2 separate regions of the Sus scrofa genome follow, and region 1 is linked to region 2. The links are chromatin contacts, called in public Hi-C maps. All regions are on one chromosome and are shown on one strand. The core of a region is the stretch at or near the end of the contact, and the rest is flanking DNA. Distances in the headings are between cores, read along the strand shown. Region 1 holds the start of LIN7C (protein lin-7 homolog C). Region 2 holds the start of BDNF (brain derived neurotrophic factor).

Region 1 (2,700 bases), core at 151-2,650, 200 kb after region 2:
CCGATATAGACCTTAAATATTTAGCAAAAGTTCTTGAACATCTGTAGCAACAAATGACAGCAATGAATAAGAGATGAAAAGTACATGAATGCTTTTGCAGGACATAAGGGCCATTAAGGACCAAAGAAGGGAAACAGAATGGCCAAAAGGGAAACTTAGTGGAAGTGGCATATCTTCCACAGACCTGGAGGATGGGTTCAGTTTGAGGATGTACAGAGTATGGAAAACTAGAAGCGATGAAGAAAGGCATTCTACATAAGTACAAAATAAATGAAGACTTGGAAGCAAGAAGAAGCATGGTTTTAAACATTCCACCTCTACTGGAGTGGTTATTCCATTTGAGGGATGAGAAATGAGGTTAGATGAGTTAGGATCAGAGTTTGCAAGGCTTTAGGAATAGGAATTGGGGGGGGGGAAGCCATTGAAAGTTTTTGAGCAGTAACCTTTGATGATGGAATCAGGGTTCAAGGGGGAAAAAAGAGTCTAATGGTGGCATTCATGATGGAAGAGAAGAAAATACTATAGTTGAATGGAAAGGATGTATGGGGCAACAGAGAGGTCGTTAAAACCATCTTGTCATGAAGTGTTAAACACTCCTTTGTAAGAGCACCCCACAGATTAGCAGTGCAGACTGGAGCTTGAATAAATACTAGTGGAATTGAAATGCTGGGCAAATTAATATTTCACACTCAAATTAAGGCCTAAAATTGGTTTTGGCTCATGAAATTTTCAAAAGTAGTCCTAAGAATCTAGAGTGTTTTAAGAATATTATTTGCTTCCTAATATTTCATTTATATAAGGTTTTTGATGAGCTTTTAAAAATTCCTACTTTGAGATGCACCCAAGTGTCTTGTTTTCTCACTCACCCAAGAGTGTTTCATGACTTTTGCACTTTCCATCCTTTTTTTTTTTGCCTTTTGTGTTTTTTAGGGCCGCACCCAGGGCATATGGAGGTTCCCAGGTTAGGGGTCTAATTGGAGCTGTAGTTGCAGGCCTACACCACAGCCACAGCAATGGCAGATCTGAGCCCACAGCTCACAGCAATGCCGGATTCTTAACCCACCGAGCAAGGCCAGGGATGGAACCCGAAATCTCATGGTTCCTAGTAGGATTCGTTTCCGCTGCGCCAGGACGGGGAACTCCGTACTTTCTATCCTTATTCTCAGATTTCTAGGGAAGATCTATGCCTTGGATTGGTAAATTAATTAAAGCAATGGAGCCACAAATGCGGAATTTATAATATCTCACTTACACACGTCACCGAATCTCACTTAGAATCTAAAGAAATCGGAGATCGGACTCTTTGTCCGACAGAGGGGAAGACTGAGGCCGAAAGAAGGTAAGTGAGCAGTCCAGGCTCACAGAACCAAGGGGTAACAAGAATCCAGACTCCACCACATGGAGCCAAGGGTTGCAAACGGGTGGGATAGCTAAGAATGGGGAAAGAATTGGGAGGGAGACTCTTTTCAACTATAGGAGGCCGGGGGATTGGAGAACCTGACAAGCACTGAAGATGCAGCCCAAGGCCACCCTCTGGAGCCCGCTCAGCCCACGGGAAGATCCCCGCGAGCCCCAGCTCGGTTGCTCCCGCTCTCGCGATACTGGCTCGGTTGCTCCCGGCTCCTGCTAAGCCCCGCCCCTCCACCGCAGCCCCTCTATCGTCATTTCCTGTGGGTCTGCAGGCAAAGGGAGAAGATGGCGGCGTTGGGGGAACCTGTGCGACTGGAGAGGGGTGAGTGGGGACTAGGCCGGGACTGTCGTGGACGGAGAAGGTGGGGGAGTGCCTTTCCGCCGTGGGGGTGGGGGGCAGCTAAGCTCTGAGATCTGGAATCAGTCTTTTCTTCGCGCTGGCGCCGGTGGCCGCCGACGTTGCTGCGCCTGGCCCCAGGGGGAGAGCTTGCTGCTCTTGACTGATACCCAGACCCACCTCTATTCACACGGACAGTCGCGAAGCACAGTACTGTTCGACCCCACCTGTCTGCGTTCGCAAACACACTCTGCACACGCGTTCTCTGGATGGGTATGGCAGACGCAGCGTTCGGAGACGTGTCTAGCTAAGCAAACATCACACGCCCAGTTGTACAGACTACACTCACTGCCCGTATTGACCTGTGCACAATCCAGTGTCCCCGCCTTACTCACACAGCCCGGCTTCACAGTACATTGCCACAGAACCCACCTTATTTATGCACGAACGCTGTCGTTACTTCGACCACAACCCCACTTGTATTTCTATCGGGTTGTGTTCTGGCTGTGGTCCCCCTCCCCGTACGGAGAAGGTGCTTTAAAAACAATCTTACTAATGTCCAGGGAAGAAGGTTACATAACTAGTTGGAATTGTGGTAGATTGTAAAATACTTAATAGTGTAGTTTTTTTCCTTCTTTACAAATCCTACAATTGCTAACTGGCTGGGTGCTTGCTTTGTAGAGCAGGCTGTCAAGGAAAATAAAACCTTTCTGCTGAATGACTGGAAATCGAAAAGCCAGTTAAAGTACATAGCTATGAGCCTAGAAGAGGCCTGTTGAAGATTTTCAGCATTCCCCTCTTTCCTCCCAAGTCCTTTTTTTCAAATAACTTCATGCATACTTTTGACATGCTAGTATTAGGAGTCGTAAGAGTCAAAAAGTATGAAGTACACATATGGAGTACTAGTGATAAAGTATAGGATGGAGATTGAAAATATCTTGCAGATATTAACT
Region 2 (2,700 bases), core at 173-2,672:
TCTCATCTCTGGCATTTAGCAGTGTGAACTTGGGCAAATTATTTCGTGGCACTGAGCCTCGGGTTCTTTATAAAATAAGAATACTAATTTCTATAACTGGTCTTTAGAAGCTCTAAAACAATATAAGTGCATTCATTTTTTTAAAACTAGAAACTGTTAGGTAAACTGAACTGAGTATATGATATTATATATTCAGTTCAACAGCACATTCTTGATAACCACAAGAGGGTCTAGGAAGGGAAACTGTTAATAAATCTTTCCCTTCCCCCAAATTAATGTTGTGGAGTGTTTAGAGACATTCTTAAAGCAATGAGTCTTAGCAATTATTAGGTCAAACCCCTTTGAGATTACAGAAAAAAAATGCACAGATGCAATCCTGACTACCAAATTTGGGGGAAATGGGAGAGTCCTCTAACTCCCATTTAGGCAACCCTTAAGAAAATGTTTCTCACAATGCAACCTCATATTTTCTGCATCCCAGTTGCTTGCTGTGCTTTTAAAAATGCTAATTTCTGGACGCTGCCCCACCCTTCGTAAATCACAATTTCTAGAGGAGAAATCTGCATTTTAATAGGCACCCAGGTGATTTGCTATGCTCGGAGGTGGTCCAAGAACTCCTAGTTAATCACCGCTGTTTTTTTCCTTATTCTAAATTTTAAGGTCTGTCCTAGTGCAGACCTACGAGTCGGTTGAATTAATGGAAAGGAAATTCAGCTTTAAAGCAGGAACCCAGGTAGACAGTTGAAAGCGTTCGTCCAATGGCAAATTGAAAATGATTCTCTGGACCCTAGCCACTTAAGTTCTCTCCAAGGGTCTTGGCTACCGACAAATAAGTATCCGACAGACAGTTTGCTCTTCTGCTGCGGGGGGAGGGGCTCGAGGGGAGGATTAACTGAGTCAACTACCCCCTGCGCGCGCGCGCGCGCGCACACACACACACACACACACACACACACACACGTTGAAACAGAAGGCCTTTTATTTATCTTTGCTGCCCAGGTTCATTATTAAAAGGGTTGGTTTATGTGTGTAAGTTTGCTAGGGAGGGAAGTGAAAACATCTGCAGAACCATGCAATGCCCTGGAACGGAACTCTTCTAATAAAAGATGTATCATTTTAAATGCGCTGAATTTTGATTCTGGTAATTCGTGCACTAGAGTGTCTATTTCGAGGCAGCGGAGGTATCATATGACAGCGCACGTCAAGGCACCGTGGAGCCCTCTCGTGGACTCCCACCCACTTTCTCATTCACCCGGAGAGGGCTGCTCGCGCAGCCGCTCCCCCCGGCGAGCTAGCATGAAATCTCCCTGCCTCTGCCGAGATCAAATGGAGCTCCTCGCTCAGGGGGTGCGAGTATTACCTCCGCCATGCAATTTCCACTATCAATAATTTAACTTCTTTGCTGCAGAACAGAAGGAGTACAAACCGGGCACCAAAGATTCCCCCCTACCCCTTCTTTTTGACCAAAGGGAACGTGAAAAAATAATAGAGTCTGGGGATTTCGGGGCCGAAGTCTTCCCCAGAGCAGCTGCCTTGATGTTTACTTTGACAAGTAGTGACTGAAAAGGTGGGTTTCTTTTTTCTTTCTATCTCTTTCCGTTTTTCTCTGGTCGGCTAGAAACCGTGTGGCTTTAGTGAGATCTGTCATTGCCTCGGCTTCTTGGCTGGAGCAAGTAACTTGGTGTAACGTTATCTGGGGGCGTTCATTAATAAAAAATGCCGTTATTATCTTGATCGAATTCCTATTAGGCAAACTCCGGAGAGGTCAGTGCACGAACTCTGTTTAAGCCCGTGTGTTTAAGGCAGCGGAGTAAACCAATAGCCCCCATGCTCTGTGCGATTTCATTGTGTGCTCACATTTGCCAGCTCCGTCGTGCCGGAAGGTGCGGGAAGGTGTGTCTGTGGCCCGGGAAACGCACGCCCTCTCCCACAGAACTTGGGTGCTGGGATGGGGCGTAGGGAGTGGCCAGGGAGGGGAGCGAGACCCCGGGGGCGCTGGATTCCCGCTTACTCCCTCGCGCCCCCGCGCGCAGAGCCAGGGCTTCCGCGGAGGGCACCGGACGCGGGGTTCCCCCGGGCCGGGACTAGGTCACTCCTCCCGACGGCGGGCGTGGCGCGCGGTCCTGATGGGGCGCCCTAGGTACGGGCGCGGGGCTCGCGGGGTCACGTCGCGGGGCCGAGAAGAAAGGCGGAACGCGGCGCGCGGGCCAGGGGAGCCCCAGCAGCCCAGGGAGTCCTAGGGGCCGAGCTGGGGGAGAGGAAAAGGCGCGGCGTTCCCTTTAAGCAGCCACCCCGCACGGGTCTCGGTGGCGCGGGCGAGCGGGAGGAGGGGGGCGGGGGGGGCGGCGCCGTTTGACCAATAGAAGCTCAACCGAAGAGCTAAATAATGTCTGACCCCGGCTCCAGGCGCAGGCTGGAGCTCCTAGTCCGCGCTGCAGACGCCGCCGCGCCGGGGCGCACCCGCCGGCTAGCTGTCCCGCGCACCCCGTCGCGCCGCGGGCTCCCGGGCGGGGCCGAGGAGCCGGCCCTGCGCGCCCCCCAGCTCCTCCTTGTGAAGCTTTGATGAGACGCTTGAACTGCAGCTGCCAACGCTGCTGTGGGGCCGGCGGCGAGCGGCTCCGCGACGGGGACCGGGGCGGGGCTCAGGGGCCAGGAGCGGGACAAGGATGTGACTCCGCCGCTGGGGACCCTTGAGCTTTG

What was found. A called contact is a pair of places that touch in the nucleus more often than the background predicts.
Region 1: a Hi-C map of embryonic fibroblasts shows a contact between it and region 2, with 4 times the contacts expected there. The contact joins the promoter of LIN7C here to the promoter of BDNF in region 2. A contact is called at or near these places in 2 of 47 Hi-C or Micro-C datasets (embryonic fibroblasts and heart right ventricle).

What each region holds. Positions count from the first base shown.
Region 1 is chr2:32,843,528-32,846,227 of Sscrofa11.1, forward strand. LIN7C (protein lin-7 homolog C) reads left to right here and starts at 1,401. Exons shown (of 5, transcript XM_003122904.4): 1 at 1,401-1,732. The coding sequence starts at 1,696.
Region 2 is chr2:32,643,239-32,645,938 of Sscrofa11.1, forward strand. BDNF (brain derived neurotrophic factor) reads left to right here and starts at 1,423. Exons shown (of 2, transcript NM_214259.2): 1 at 1,423-1,567.